Linked DNA regions of Sus scrofa: all the other regions are linked to region 4. The links are chromatin contacts, called in public HiChIP or PLAC-seq and promoter capture Hi-C maps. All regions are on one chromosome and are shown on one strand. The core of a region is the stretch at or near the end of the contact, and the rest is flanking DNA. Distances in the headings are between cores, read along the strand shown.

What was found. Promoter capture Hi-C pulls out the DNA fragments that hold promoters and counts their contacts. HiChIP or PLAC-seq counts read pairs in DNA pulled down with a chosen protein or histone mark.
Region 1: a promoter capture Hi-C map of fetal liver shows a contact between it and region 4, with 3 times the contacts expected there. The contact joins the promoter of RAB6A here to the promoter of PPME1 in region 4. A contact is called at or near these places in 1 of 5 promoter capture datasets (fetal liver) and 1 of 2 datasets of contacts at active chromatin or transcription factors (alveolar macrophages).
Region 2: a contact with region 4 is called in a promoter capture Hi-C map of liver, with 8 times the contacts expected there. The contact joins the promoter of FAM168A here to the promoter of PPME1 in region 4. A contact is called at or near these places in 2 of 5 promoter capture datasets (fetal liver and liver) and 6 of 47 Hi-C or Micro-C datasets (heart right ventricle, liver and skeletal muscle).
Region 3: an H3K27ac HiChIP or PLAC-seq map of skeletal muscle shows a contact between it and region 4, with 2.2 times the contacts expected there. The contact joins the promoter of MRPL48 here to the promoter of PPME1 in region 4. A contact is called at or near these places in 1 of 5 promoter capture datasets (liver) and 2 of 2 datasets of contacts at active chromatin or transcription factors (alveolar macrophages and skeletal muscle).

The regions. Positions count from the first base shown.
Region 1 is chr9:8,197,614-8,200,675 of Sscrofa11.1, reverse strand. RAB6A (RAB6A, member RAS oncogene family) reads left to right here and starts at 1,672. Exons shown (of 8, transcript NM_001243273.1): 1 at 1,672-2,157. The coding sequence starts at 2,088.
Region 2 is chr9:8,070,519-8,073,862 of Sscrofa11.1, reverse strand. It overlaps FAM168A (protein FAM168A), which reads left to right and starts at 1,852. Exons shown (of 8, transcript XM_021062480.1): 1 at 1,852-2,331.
Region 3 is chr9:8,219,420-8,223,009 of Sscrofa11.1, reverse strand. It overlaps MRPL48 (39S ribosomal protein L48, mitochondrial), which reads right to left and starts at 1,369. Exons shown (of 8, transcript XM_005667101.3): 1 at 774-1,369. The coding sequence starts at 965.
Region 4 is chr9:8,511,292-8,514,512 of Sscrofa11.1, reverse strand. It overlaps PPME1 (protein phosphatase methylesterase 1), which reads right to left and starts at 1,722. Exons shown (of 15, transcript XM_003357190.5): 1 at 1,160-1,722. The coding sequence starts at 1,707. C2CD3 (C2 domain-containing protein 3) reads left to right here and starts at 1,670. Exons shown (of 34, transcript XM_021062487.1): 1 at 1,670-1,928. The coding sequence starts at 1,874.

The DNA of each region.
Region 1 (3,062 bases), core at 423-2,922, 310 kb after region 4:
CATATTGTAGACGTGTAATTTAAGGTAGTTCCACCAATAGCAGATTCAAAAGGGATTTGAATCCTTTAGGAGGACTGGGTGATCTTTAAAATGTCCACTTCAGGAGGGAGTTCTCACTGTGGCTCAACAGTAACAAACCTGACTAGTACCCATGAGGACTTGGGTTCAATCCCTGGCCTCACTCAGTGGGGTAAGTATCTGACGTTGGCATGAGCTGTGGTGTAGGCTGCAGACTCAACTTGGATCCCGTGTTGCTGTGGCTGTGGCGCAGGCCAGCTGCTGTAGCTCTTGATTTGATCCTTAGCCTGGTAACCTCCACATGCCACGGGTATGGCGCTAAAAAGCCAAAAAAAACAAAAACAAAAACAAAAAACAAAAAAAACCCCAATAAATAAATACAATATCTACTTCAGGAATTCCTGCTGTGACTTAGTGGGTTAAGTACCCTGCCTTGCCTCTGTGAGGATTCGGGTTTGATCTCTGGCCTTGCTCAATGGGTTACGGATCCTACAAAGTGGAAACCTCCAGGGTAGATCTCAGAAGCAACTAGGATCTGGTGTGGCTGAAGCTGTGGCATGGGCCTGAATTTACAGCTCCAATTCGACCCCTAGCCCAGGAACTTCCATACGCCACAGGTGTGGCTGTTAAAAAAAAAAAAAGCCCACTTCATCAGGGGCATGCTCTACCACGAATTTGTTGTGTGACCTTTTTGCAAACTTGTTTTCCTACCTGAGCCTCAGTTTTACCCTATGTTTACATGATATCTAAATCCTTTTCGATCACAGTAGAAGGTGGGCTCACCTGGGCTGGCCCATCTGAGGAAGAGAGGTTGCTAACAGAAGGCCAAGCCACATCAGGCCAAGGATGGTCTTATCAACTAGCAGGTTGCAGAAGTTCAATGGGGGAAAAAGACAAAACCTGGCTTCAATTTTACTGTTCTGTGGGTTTTGTAAGTCATTTCCTTCCTACGAGCTTCAGTTTCCTCATCTGTAAAAACGTGGAGGCCCTGCTTCTGGTAGTTATGAAACTCCTGGGAGCAGGAGTGGAGAATGTACCTAGGAGGGTATCATGGCAGGAATTATAAGAAGAGGTTGGAGAAGGTGGGGGCATAGGTGAAGTGGGGCTCGCAGGAATCTGAGGCAGGGCTAAAGGCTCAGAACTAGGAACCTTCTAAACACCTTAGTACTCTCTGACTTCATCCGCTCTTGTAGGGGTCAATTCCACCTCCACGCCGGCCCCGCCTCCACCCCGCTTCTCTCTGTTCTCCTCCCCTCAGGCTCGGACGCGCCACACTACACATGGCCGCCACTGTGAGACACTTTCCACCGCTCGAGGGCAGCGAGCGCGCTCTCGCGCCGCCACCTCATTCCCATCCTTGCCCGCCCTTGACCTCTTCCGATTGGCTCATCGTATAAGTGACGAAAGCGCTCCTTACTCCACCCTTTGGGTTCCTCCAGGCTCCACCCCACCTCCCCGCTTCTCCCGACGCGAGCGTACACCTAACCACCCCCGGTCTCCGCTGCCGCGGAGCCGGGAAAGCAGGCTAAACCAGGAAGACGCCGTCTGTGGCGCGCACGCGCACGCACGCACGCACGCACGCTGGGGCTGGCGGGGCGGCAGGCTCGTGCCCGGGCTCGCCCCGCGCCGCGCCACAGGCTCGCGCACTCAGCAGGTTGGGCTGCGGCGGCGGCAGCTGAGGCGCTGAAGCGCTGCGTGTGAGAGGTCCCAGGCGCGTCTGCGGCTCCGGCTCCTCCGCCCTCACCCCAGCCTCCGAGCCGGGTGCTGAGAAGGGAGCCGCTCTGGCCTTCGGACCCCTGAGCACTCCCCTGGCTGCTTCCGACACCGCCTTCGTTCCCTTCCCAGCCTCGGGCCTCGCTCGGTGCTAGGCGGCTCTGAGGGGAGGCGGCGGCGACGGCTGCCTGTCTGTGTCGAGGGGCCCTGCCCTCCGGTCTTGCTCCGCTCCGGGCCCTGCAGCGGCCGAGAGAGCTGGGCGCCCGCCCATTCTCTAGCCTCTCCGTCCACTGCTTGGAGCCGCGTCGGTCCGGGAGGTCTTTGGGCTGAGGCGGCGCAGCTCCTCCGGCTCCATCATGTCCGCGGGCGGAGACTTCGGGAATCCGCTGAGGAAATTCAAGCTGGTGTTCCTGGGGGAGCAGAGCGGTGAGTGCGCGGCTCCCCCACTCCTGGCAGCTGGCCGCGGCTTCCCCGCACCGCCCCCAGTGCGGCCCTTCGGCCGCGGAGGCTGCTGCGGCCCTCGCGTTCGCCCTCCGCCCCCTGCCCCGGCCCCGCGTCGGCCGCCCCCTCGTCGCCCCCCGTGCTTCCTCGCCGCGATCCGTCGGGCGGATTTTGCCCCTTCTGGCCCCGACTCCGCCGGCTCCTCTCCCCGCAGCCCGGCCCTCCCCTGTCGACGTGCCCTCCCCAGTCCTCACCCCGCCCAGCCTCCTGTCCATCCCTTTCTTCCTCCGGTCTCCGTCGTCTCGCCAGCTCCCGCTCCCTTCCTTGAGCCCCACCCTTGTTCCTCGCTCTGATCCCGGTCGGTCAGCCCTGCGAGGCCCACCGGCGGGACCCGGCTCTTTGGAACCTCGCGCCGGGAGGGGGGATCTGGGCGTTGTTTTCCCCAGAGGCTTGGCCCTGAGAAGTGCAGATCTTCTGGAAGGTGGAAAGTGGGGAGTCCTAGAAAATTCTTGGATTGTTTTCACCTGGGTGGGGGGTTGGCCTGGGTTCCAGAGGGTCCACGTCGGCCTTGGAGGCGACTTGAGGATGGAGTGGTGGGGGAGTGAGGGAGGGGCGGCGGCAGTGGCGATTTTTACCCGATGGGCTAGGCTGCGGCTTGTTGGAAAACCTCGTTTTCTTCTCCTGACTTTCATCCTTGACGATCCTTTTGGCCGCGTGGATGCTTTTCCAGTCTCTGCCAGGTGCTATGTCATGATCGTTTTACTTGGAATTTTTCACATCTCACCTCTCCTTTTTCTGTTTTAACACGAAGCGGGGTCTGATTCTCCTCACAGTGGAGCAAACAGGAATTACTGGGGAAATGCTAATTATTCCATTTCTTTTTGAGTATT
Region 2 (3,344 bases), core at 603-3,102, 440 kb after region 4:
GAGGGGAAGGGACGGCTACAACATTCCACAGGCACTTTTCTGACCATTCTCAGAAAAGGGAGCAGAGGTCTAGGATTTTTGCAGGGCCGAGGGGTTGGGACCTGAAATTTTAAGCCTGGGAGTATAGGATGGAAAATAAGGTAGCTGGAAAAAGATGATGACTGTTTTGGGGAAAATGAGTCATAAGACATAAGGGTGTAATTAGATTTAGGTGGGGTGAAGCTGCTGAAGCGATTGGCCGCAGCAGGACCTTGGACTAAATTAACCTTTGATTTAAGCAACCTGGGCTTTTCTGGTAGGCCTGTGGATGGGAACTCAAATGTTCTGGTGTTTCTTGCAGAATAGCAAGGAAAAATTACATAAAATCTAAAATATTGTAGTCGAATGCAGGATTTATGTTAAATCAGAAATCATCTGATACAACATTCCATGTTCTAGAAAAGCTGCACACAGAAGGAAACAATATTTAAGTGTAAGATTATTTATTCAGTCTACAGACAATGCTTTAAGTATTGCTTTGTAGACTCTTAACAATAACTTCGTTCCTCCCGCCTCATTCCTCCTCCCCACAGTGATCCCTAAAGAGTAGAAACAATTGCTATAAGAACTCAGATATAAGGAAAATCAATGTGTCTAAAATGTTCTGGGGAGGGTAGGACTTTGGCTTGAGTTTCAAGAATGAGTAGGAGAAAAGGAGGAAATAGGTGTGGAAAGACCAGAAGGAAAAATTTGAGAAGAGACAATAAAAATTGAGAAAGCCCTCCCTACTAACTTAATGTTCTTTTATGATTCTACATGACCACCATTCATTGTTTTAATAGTGGAAATGCTGAGCTCACAGAAAAACCAGGCAGTCTTGGATCACCACAGAGGGCAACAGAAAGCCATGGAAAGCTTTTAGGTAGCAAAGACAAATTGTTGTTGAATTTGGAAATTATATTTTGGAAAATAGTCTTAAAAGCTTAAAAACTTATGTGCTCTTTTTAAACAATGCAGGCAATATTAAAATAAAAGTTATTTGAAATCTGACACTTTTCTCCAAGATAATGACAGATTATTTTGGGAAACCTCTTTCCTGAAATCTTATATTGTCCCAAGCTTCACATAAATTGGATCATTCTAAACATACTGTTCTTAGCATTTCCCCCGCTCTAGAATAGATTTTGATGTCAAGAAACAGATTCATATCAGTATTTTGAATGGCTGCTTAGTAGTATATTGTTTGTATATGCAATTTACTTTAACCAGTTCCTATGGATGGACTCTATAATCAACAACCTCATATAACAACCTTGTGCATTCATCTTTTCCAAATTGTTGATTTTCTTTTTAAGGTAAATTCTTAAAAGTAATGAGGCTGCGTCAAGAGGTACGCTTTTTTTTTTCCTTTGGGTTCAAGGTGCCAAATCGTCCGGATTTGCAGAGAGACCAGGAGGAGCCGCTGCGTTTGTCTAGTGAGAGACAGTGGCGACGGAGATGGCGAAAAGAGTACAGACTCCAAGGTGAACTAGTCTATCTAGGCCTGTTCTCGATGGGTTGGCATATTTCCTTCCCTTTTTTCTCTCTTTCACTTCTTAGGCTTAACATGGAGGAAGAACTGAGAACTGCATCTCCCAGCGTTTCACAAGAACCACGCTCCCTGGGAACTGTAGTACAGAGTCTGAGAAGGGCCCGGAAGCAGGGCGCGAGGCTGTGAGGGCATGCTGGGAAATGTAGTTCGGCGGGAAGTGGTGGTAGTGGGGGGGTCTATATGGGAGTGTGCGCGTGCCCGCGAAGAGACGCCACAAACATGGTCCTTTGGGGGATGGGGCAGCGGGGCGACCTAATTTTCCCTCGTATGTGGTCTTTGAGTCTACAAAAGCCCCCCGCGGAGAGCTGGCTTTATTCCATTGTCTGTGACCGGGAAGAGAGCGGTCCCTCCGCAACGAGTGCGGGGGCGGGAGGCGCAGGCTGAGCGCGGGTCGGAGCGGGGCATGCCGGGAGTTGTGGTCCAGGCGCGCTGAGGCTGTGGGATGTGTCGCGGCGCCGCGCCGGCTCCTCCTTCCCAGCCCTTCTCAGCGGTCCCCCGCCCCTTCCCTCAGCCTCCTCCTCCCTCGCCCGCAGCCCAGCGTCCCCTCCCCCCACCCGTCGGGCTCCTCGGCGGCTACTGCAGAGGATTCAGAGCCGAGTCGCTGAGGAGGAGGAGGAGGCTCCCGGTCCCTGCGCGCCATCCGCCTCCTTACTGGACACGGGCGAGGGAGCGAGAGCGTCGCCTCCGTAGCCTTCAGAGAAGACAAGGGCATCGTCGTCTCAGCCGCCGCCGCCGCCGTTTTCGCCTGCAGCGGCTCACCGGTGAGGCGATCCCCCCCCTCCCAACGCCGGTCCGCTCTCCCTGAGCCTGGGCCGGTGGTACTGGGGAGAATGAGAGTCGGGGCACGGAGTGCCCTCGCGGGCTGGGGGAAGGGGGCTGAGGTTGCGATGGAACGGCGGGCTGGCCGGGGAGACTTGTCCTGGCGCGGGCTGGGGGTGGGGTGAGGGTGGGACACTAGCAGGTTGGGGGGGAGCGGCTAGGGAAGGGGACTTTTAATGGGGAGTGACCAGACCTGGGACAGGAGCGTGGGGTTGTAGGATTGGGGTGGAATTTGGGTGGTTTGGGGCGAAATGGATGATGAGACTGGAGGGGGATGGCTTCTAATGGGGGAGGGGACTGCGTGAGGGTGGTGAATTTGGGGTTGGCCTGGAGCAATTGACAGCTTGGGATCCGGGCCGGGTTGCGGGGTCGGGGGTTTATTTGAATAGAGAGTTGGATTACAGGGTTAGTAGGACCCTCGGGGGATGTTAATTAAGGAGGGCGGAATTTGAGGTGGACCTCGGGCTGGCTGATGAAGGTGGTAGGAGCTGGGGGTGAGGGGCTTGGCCTGGGTTGAGACCTGAGCTTGAAGTGGGCGCTTGCCATCTGGGGATGGTGGAATTTGTTGCGACTTATGGAATAGCGTGGCTTAGGAGAGCAGAGGTAGGTAGAATTGGGGGGTTTCCTGGGAAGTGCTTATGGAGGTTGGAAATAGTGGGGGCGGGACTTTCAATGAGGGAGTGTGAAGGTGAGCTGGCAGGAGGGGGGAAATAAGTTAGGCCGAAAAATGGGCAGAGAAGCATTGCCATTTGGTGGGGAGAGCACAGTGGGATGGGATTTAGAGTGATTTTAGAATTGCTGGAAGGGGCATGGTGGCCCCCTGGGTCGGGGTCAGGGCAGAGGGCGCACAAGATGCTTCTGGGCTGGACACACTGAAGGAACAGTGGCAGGTGGTGAGCAAGGTTGGGGATGATATATTGAAGAAAATATCCCTTGGCCAAGGTGGCGAGGGAGT
Region 3 (3,590 bases), core at 120-2,619, 290 kb after region 4:
TGAAGCGAGGTTTGTTCTTTAAGGAAACAAACCTGGAGACATTCAGGGGCTGCCCCAAAGTGACTACTAGCAGATCTGTGAGCAGCCATGACCACGCTGATCTATGTATCATGAGAGTGGAGTCTCCAAATTCATCCCTCAAATGAAAGTTTAACATAATTTGCTGAAATAAGTCATTATTCTAAGCAGCAAGATACAATTGAAAAAAGCACAACGGAAATCTATTAAATCGCTTAAGAGGCCAAGGGAAAGCCAAAGAATGCATTTATGTGGTTTACAGGGTTTTATTGAAGTCACCTAAGTAAGGTTTGGAAAGTAAAAATGTAGTTTATTATTACCCTTCCCCTGTCGCCACGTAGCCTCACAACCCAGTCTGTTCAGCAAGTAAAAACGGTGTTATTCAGAAAAAGCCTGGAAGTTGCTGACGTAAAGCAAAAAAAATCAAATGACCTCCTCGAGGTCATACATATTATCAGGGCCTAACCGGGTTGATTCTCCTTGCGGGGGTCCCTCTCTCTCCAGGCCAAAGTCCCCCAGGGTTGCGCAGAGGGGGCGTGGCGCGCGGATAGCGCCGCAGAGTCAGCACCGGGAGAGGAGGACCCAGCGCAGCCCGAGGACTAGAGGGCGCCGCGCGTGCTGCCGGGAAGAGCCTTGTGCTCGCCGGTGTCTCTTACCCGGATGTCTGCAGCGGCGTGACGGCCCTGCGGTCACCTTCCAGCTCTGCTCTCCTCACCACCTCCCCCCGCGCCCAGCGTGCGGGGAACCGACATTACCTTTCCCAGAGCTCCGTTCATCCTTTGCTGTCGCGTTGTGTGCAGTCGGGCCAACTGAAGATCGGCCCAGGCAGCTGCGATCCCTGGGGGTCTGAAAATGCTGACGGAACGGCCTTGATCCGGTCCAGTAACAATATCCGACCGAGACGCATTCAACTCCCGCAGCACCTTGGTTCCGGCAGCTTCTGACATTCAGTGTCTAGAAATCCCCGCAGACCCTGCCCTCACTGCAGCTCGAGTGTCACCTTCGCTGCTATTTCTCCGGGCAGAATTAATTGCCATCTCTGACTTGCCCCAATATTTTACACAATTCTGCTATTTCATCTGCCACACTATATATTAGTAATTTGTTACTTGCTCTTTCCGTGTTTGATTGGGAGTTCCTCAGAGACTAAAATTCTGCCTGCTTAATTCATTCCAGCATCTAGCACAGGATGTGGAGATCTGACTTCTAACCTCGATTTAAAAGCTAATTGACCCTAAGTGAGCCTTTCTGGCATTCAATTGCCTCATAATAATTGATAATAACTTTTTTCCTTTCCTTTTTTCCCCCCTCATTTTTGGCAGCGTCGCGGCATATGGAGCTCCTGGGTCAGATATCAGATCCAAGCTGCAGTCATAACCTGAACCGCAGCTGCCGCAATGCCGGATCCTTAACCCCCTGTGCACCCGGGATCAGATCGAGTCCCAGCGCTCCCAAGACACCGCCGATCCCGCTGCACCACAGCAGGGGCTCCAATAACTATTTTTTTATTGAGTGGCCACTATGTGCAGTGCGTTATGCTCAGAGCATCGCTTAATTTACTCCTTATAATTTATTCCTTAGTGAAATATTATCACTGGATTTTACATGTGAAGATGTTGCAGGAGGTTCAGAGATAAATCTGGGGCCAGCCAACTGAGGCACAGATGAGTTTCAAACTCAGTCTCATTTATGCAATATGTTTTCCCTCTGACACGCGCCTTCTTACATGAGATAATGTCACAGCCCACATTCATTTACTTATTTTATACACATTGTCCATCACCTTAGCATGACTTTGTACCAGTCCTTTGATAGAACCTTGGGAACACAGAGATGAGTATTGCAAGGTCCCTGCACTTAAATAGCTCATAGAGGGATTGCATCAAACTAAAAGTCTTCTGTGCAGCAAAAAATTAACAGAGTGAAAAGACAACCTATGGAATGGGAGAAAATGTTTATAAATCCTACATCTGACAAGAAGTTAATATCCAAAATATATACAGAACTTGATAGCAAGAAAAAAAAAATTGATTTAGAATTTGGCAAAGGATCTGAGAGACTTTTCTCAGAAGACATACAAATGGCCAACAGATAATACGAAAAAATGTTCAACATCACTAATCACCAGGGAAATGCAAATCATAACACAAGGAGATATCCTCTTACACATGTTAGAATGGCTACTTGCAAAAAGACAAAAGAGGAATTCCCTCCTGGCTCAGCTGGTTAAGGACCCAGCAATGTCACTGCAGTGGTGTGGTCACTGCTGTGACACGGGTTCAATCCTTGACCAGGGAACTTCCTCATGCTGCAAATGCAGCCGAAAAAAAAAATAGTTATTATCAATTATTATGAGGCAATTGAATTGCAGAAAATTTCCCTTAGGGTCAGTCAGCCTTTAAGTCAAGGTTAGAAGTCACATCTCCACATCTTGTGCTAGATGTTGGCATGAATTAATCAGACAGGATCTCAGTGCCTGCGGAACTTGCCATCAAACATGGGAAAGAGAAAGTTACCAATAATTATCATATAGTGTGGCAGATGAAATAGCAGAATTGTGTGTAAAGTACTGAGGCAAGACAGAGATGGCAATTAATTCTTCCTGGCGAAATAGCATACAAGTCACACCTCCACCATAGTGACCGGTTATCTAAAAGCTCTTGGGATTTCAGAAGTCAATTATTAAATAGGAAAAAAAAAAACACTTTCGAATTCTTGGTTTGTGCTAGGCCAGATCTTTTCAGGTATGTATGTTCATTTTATCCTCCCACCGACCCTGTGGAGCTGAGGATCATTGCATTCGTTTCATGGATGAGGAACGGAGGTTACCTGGTTTACGTAAGTCACACTGTAAGGGCTGAGCTGGCTGATTTCAGCACCTGAGCTCCTTCTGCTGCAAAGGACTGCAACTATGAGTTTCCAAAAGGGCATACTGGCTAGGCCAAAGAGTCTGGTCCTTCCTTGTCTAGTCCACATATGTGCGATCCGGTAAGAGACAAATCCGTCTTTGTGTTGTTCATACACTCTGGGGAGGGAGGAAGCAGAAGAGAAGAGGGAAGAGGAGGAAGAAGGGGACCATTAGTTCTGTGTATCAAAGTACAAGGATTCCCAAGACAACTAGAATACTTTATTTTTTTACTTGTTTTGTTTTTTAGGGCCACAGCCTCAGCATGTGGAAGTTCCCAGGCTAGGGGTTGATTCGGAGCTACAGCTGCCAGCCTAGGCCACAGCCACATCAACGTGGGATCCAAGCTGCAACAGCGACCTATACCGCAGCTCTTGGCAATACTGGATACTTTATTATTTATTTATTTATTTATTTATTCTTTTTCCAGGGCCACACCAGTGGCATATGGAGGTTCCCAGGCCAGGGGTCTAATCGGAGCTGTGGCTGCTGGCTTACGCCACAGCCACAGCAATGTCAGATTTGAGCTGTGTCTGCGACCTACACCACAGCTCATGGCCACACCAGATCCTTAAGCCATTGAGCGATGCCAGAGATCAAACTCACAACCTCATGGTTCCTAGTCGAACTCCTTAACCACTGAGCCACAATGGGAACTCCAATGCCG
Region 4 (3,221 bases), core at 473-2,972:
ATTTTTCCTACCCCTTTTTTCTTTACAGTCACTAGTCTCCAGAATCCTGGTTCTACAAATACTCCGCAAAACCAACTCCCTGTTCAATTACCTCTGTTTCAAATAACTACCTCTCCCATGTTCAACACGTTATACTCTCTCTTCTACACCTTCATACCCCCGAACCTGGCACAAGCCATTCAATAACCTAAAACTCCCAAAGCAAACAGCTCCTCCCAACCCAGTAAAGGAAGGTTTCCCCTAAAACACTTTAAGTGGCTACACTCCATACTCTGTTAATTGAATCTTATCAGACCCAAACATAGCTTCCATCAGATGTATTAGCCCAGAAAAAATCAATTGCCCAAATCGCCCTCTTTATGCATCCTGGACTTAGCTCTGCAGCCCTGCGTTCCCTAAACCCTGTTCCTAGTCATCTCTCCGTCTGTGGAGCCCCTGGTCAGTCTCTAAGGCCCTCAGCCCTCCTCCCCTTATCCCCGCCCGCACATCTCACCCCAACAGTCTTCTGGAGTGTGTTCTCCATCTTTCCTCTGGCCTGTTCTCCACACTTGCGCGGTACCCCTCAAGAGACCCAATCTCTAAGTCGCCCGCTCACTCCCTGAATCTGCCTCTTACACCTCTAGGAACTCTCTCTAGAACCTTCTGCTCCCTGTTTCTCTCGTCTGCTCCAACCCTGCCTCAGGTGTTCTCGCTTTCCGTCGGCTTTTTCTAACACCTAGTGTTCACAGTCTTCTTACGCCTCCTAATATTTCCCTGGTTCTTCTAATTCCCCTCAACTTTTCTCTGTCATTTCCCATTTCTCTCAGCCCTCCCTGGCAGACTTCCCTCCACCTCTGTCACCGCTCATCTCCCTTTTCTCAAACCTCCTCCACCCCTTCTTCTGGGGGTGCCTCATTACCTCTCTTACACGATCCTCTCAGCCTCTTCAATCTTTGCCTCATTCCCCTCCCTCCAATACTATTTGTCCTCCAATTCCATTGACTTGGCGCCTCCCCTAGTCCCCAGATCCACCTCCTACTTCATCTAAACGTCTCCAGGCCGCCGCCAACATCTTCTCCCCTCCTGAGCCCTCCTGGTCGTGCCGCCCTAAACGCGCAGAGACACCATTCTCCAATGGCCGGGGCCTGGCCTCTAGGGAGAAGGGGTATGGGTCACGTACCCCATTCGCATCTTGGCTCCGCTCTGACTGCCCCCGCTGCCGGGGAGAGGCGGGCGAGAGGGCAGACGGCCGAGGTGCATGCTCTTCTCGAGGGCCGACATGAAGGGGAGGCCGCAGGTAGCCGAACTGTAGCCGAAGCTCCGTCCCACGCTAAGAGCGGCCCAACCGGTCACAGCTCGCTCCCCTAGCGACGCCCTGTAGCCTTTGGACAGCACCCAGCTACCGGCAGCACCGCCCACCGGCTCCGTAGACTCCACCCCCTCGCCTTGCGCTTCCACCGGAAGTGCGCAACAGCACTTCACAAAGGGAGCTGGGTAACGGAGTCTCGGACCCCTCAGACCCCAAGCGGAGAACTTCACGATCCCAGACGGAAAGAGAAGTGCTCCTGAAAGCAATGCACCCTGGGCAATGGAGTCCTCAAAGGGAGTATCCCTTTGCGCCTGCGCAGCTGGAGGAGACCGTCTCCAACCCCGCGAAGGTAGTGTAGCAAAGCATTCTGGGTGTTGTAGTCTCCTGGTCTGAAGGAGTATGCCGCCTTTCTTTCTCATGGCTTCCCGGGGACTGTTAGAGAAAGAGTCGCTTCTTCCTGCCTCCCAGGCTGCCCAGCGGCGCCAGTTGCTGGGGAACGCAAGCGCGGTGGGAAGGGATGGCGGGAGGTTACGGCTTGGGTGCTGTGGCCGGATTTGAGTTGATGAAGAGGAGCTCGGGCTCGCCATGAAACAACGGAAAGCCCAGGGGCCTGGGGCCGGCCGCAGCCGCGGGAAGAGAGGTAACGAAAGGTTGAGGGCAGAGTGGTAGGGCGGAGTTAGGGGAGCAGGGTGCCAGACGTTCTAGGCAGACTCCCCGCCACCCCCACCCCTCCCATACGCACAGCCGCCTGTTTTTTAAAAAGGGGTTGGAGAAGGGAGAATAACCAGGGAATCAGAAGATTGAAAAGACAGGGCGTTTGGCTCTCCTGCGAATGGAAAGGAAATAGTGGCCGAAGTAGGAGGCAAAAATGAGTAAATGAAGTGAGGGTTAAAAGGGGACGCTTCTAGAGGAAGGAAAAAAAAAAAAAATTGTAGGAATGTTTTGCTTTTTACTTTTTAAAAATTGAGATTATAATTGACATATAACATTGTTCGTTTCAGCTGTACAATATAACGATTTGTATATATTTCGAAATGAGTTCGTGTCTAGGTAGCATCATCACCAGACATAGTTACAAATATTTTTTTCCTTCTGAGGAGAGCTTTTAAAATCTACCCTTTAGCAACTTTCAAATAGACAATACACTATAATTAACTGTAGTCACTGTGCTGTATTTAAATCCCCATGATTTAGGAGTGTTTTTGATAAAGTCAGACGTGTGTTGGGGATGGGGGTGGGGAGGGTGTAGTTTTGCAGGCCACATGGGACTGGAAAAAAAATAAGTTGTAGAGGAGAGTATAGCAGTGATCCTAATGGGCAGGGGTCATGTTTAATACGTTGCCGAATCCCCAAGAACTAGCACAAAGCTGGACTCAGTAAATGTTAGTTGAATGACTGAAGGTGAGACGATCATAAAGCATCCAGGGCTACAGCTGGGAGTAGCGAAAGGATAGTTGTGAAGGAAAAGGAAGAAAAGCTGGGGAGTGGTGGGGGTTGCCGGGGTTGTGAGGGCATGAAGTTCTCTGAAGGATTTAAGATGAAAGAGTGTGTAGCAAGAGAACCTTATCAGGTTAGCATGCTCAAGGAGAAGCAAGCTCACCAAGAGACCAGGAAAGTGTTAGCTGCAGCAAGAACAGTCACCCTGGGAACCCAGGACAGATCAGGAAACGAAACTGAATCTCTACAGGGCTGCTTCAAAAAACATATTAAAAAACCAAAACAAAAAATCCTGGGTGAGTCTGCCTATTTATATTATAGGCAAAGCAGTATTAGGACTCGTGATAGTGCATTAGGCCATTAGGTTAAGAATGAAAGCTGAAGTTTGGGGATGAATCTTATCCACACTGTGTAACAATAACACAGTTTTGAGGCAATGCCTTTCCTTCTAGGAATGATGGGAGGATATGAAACAGAAGCATGGAACTGTGCAGTG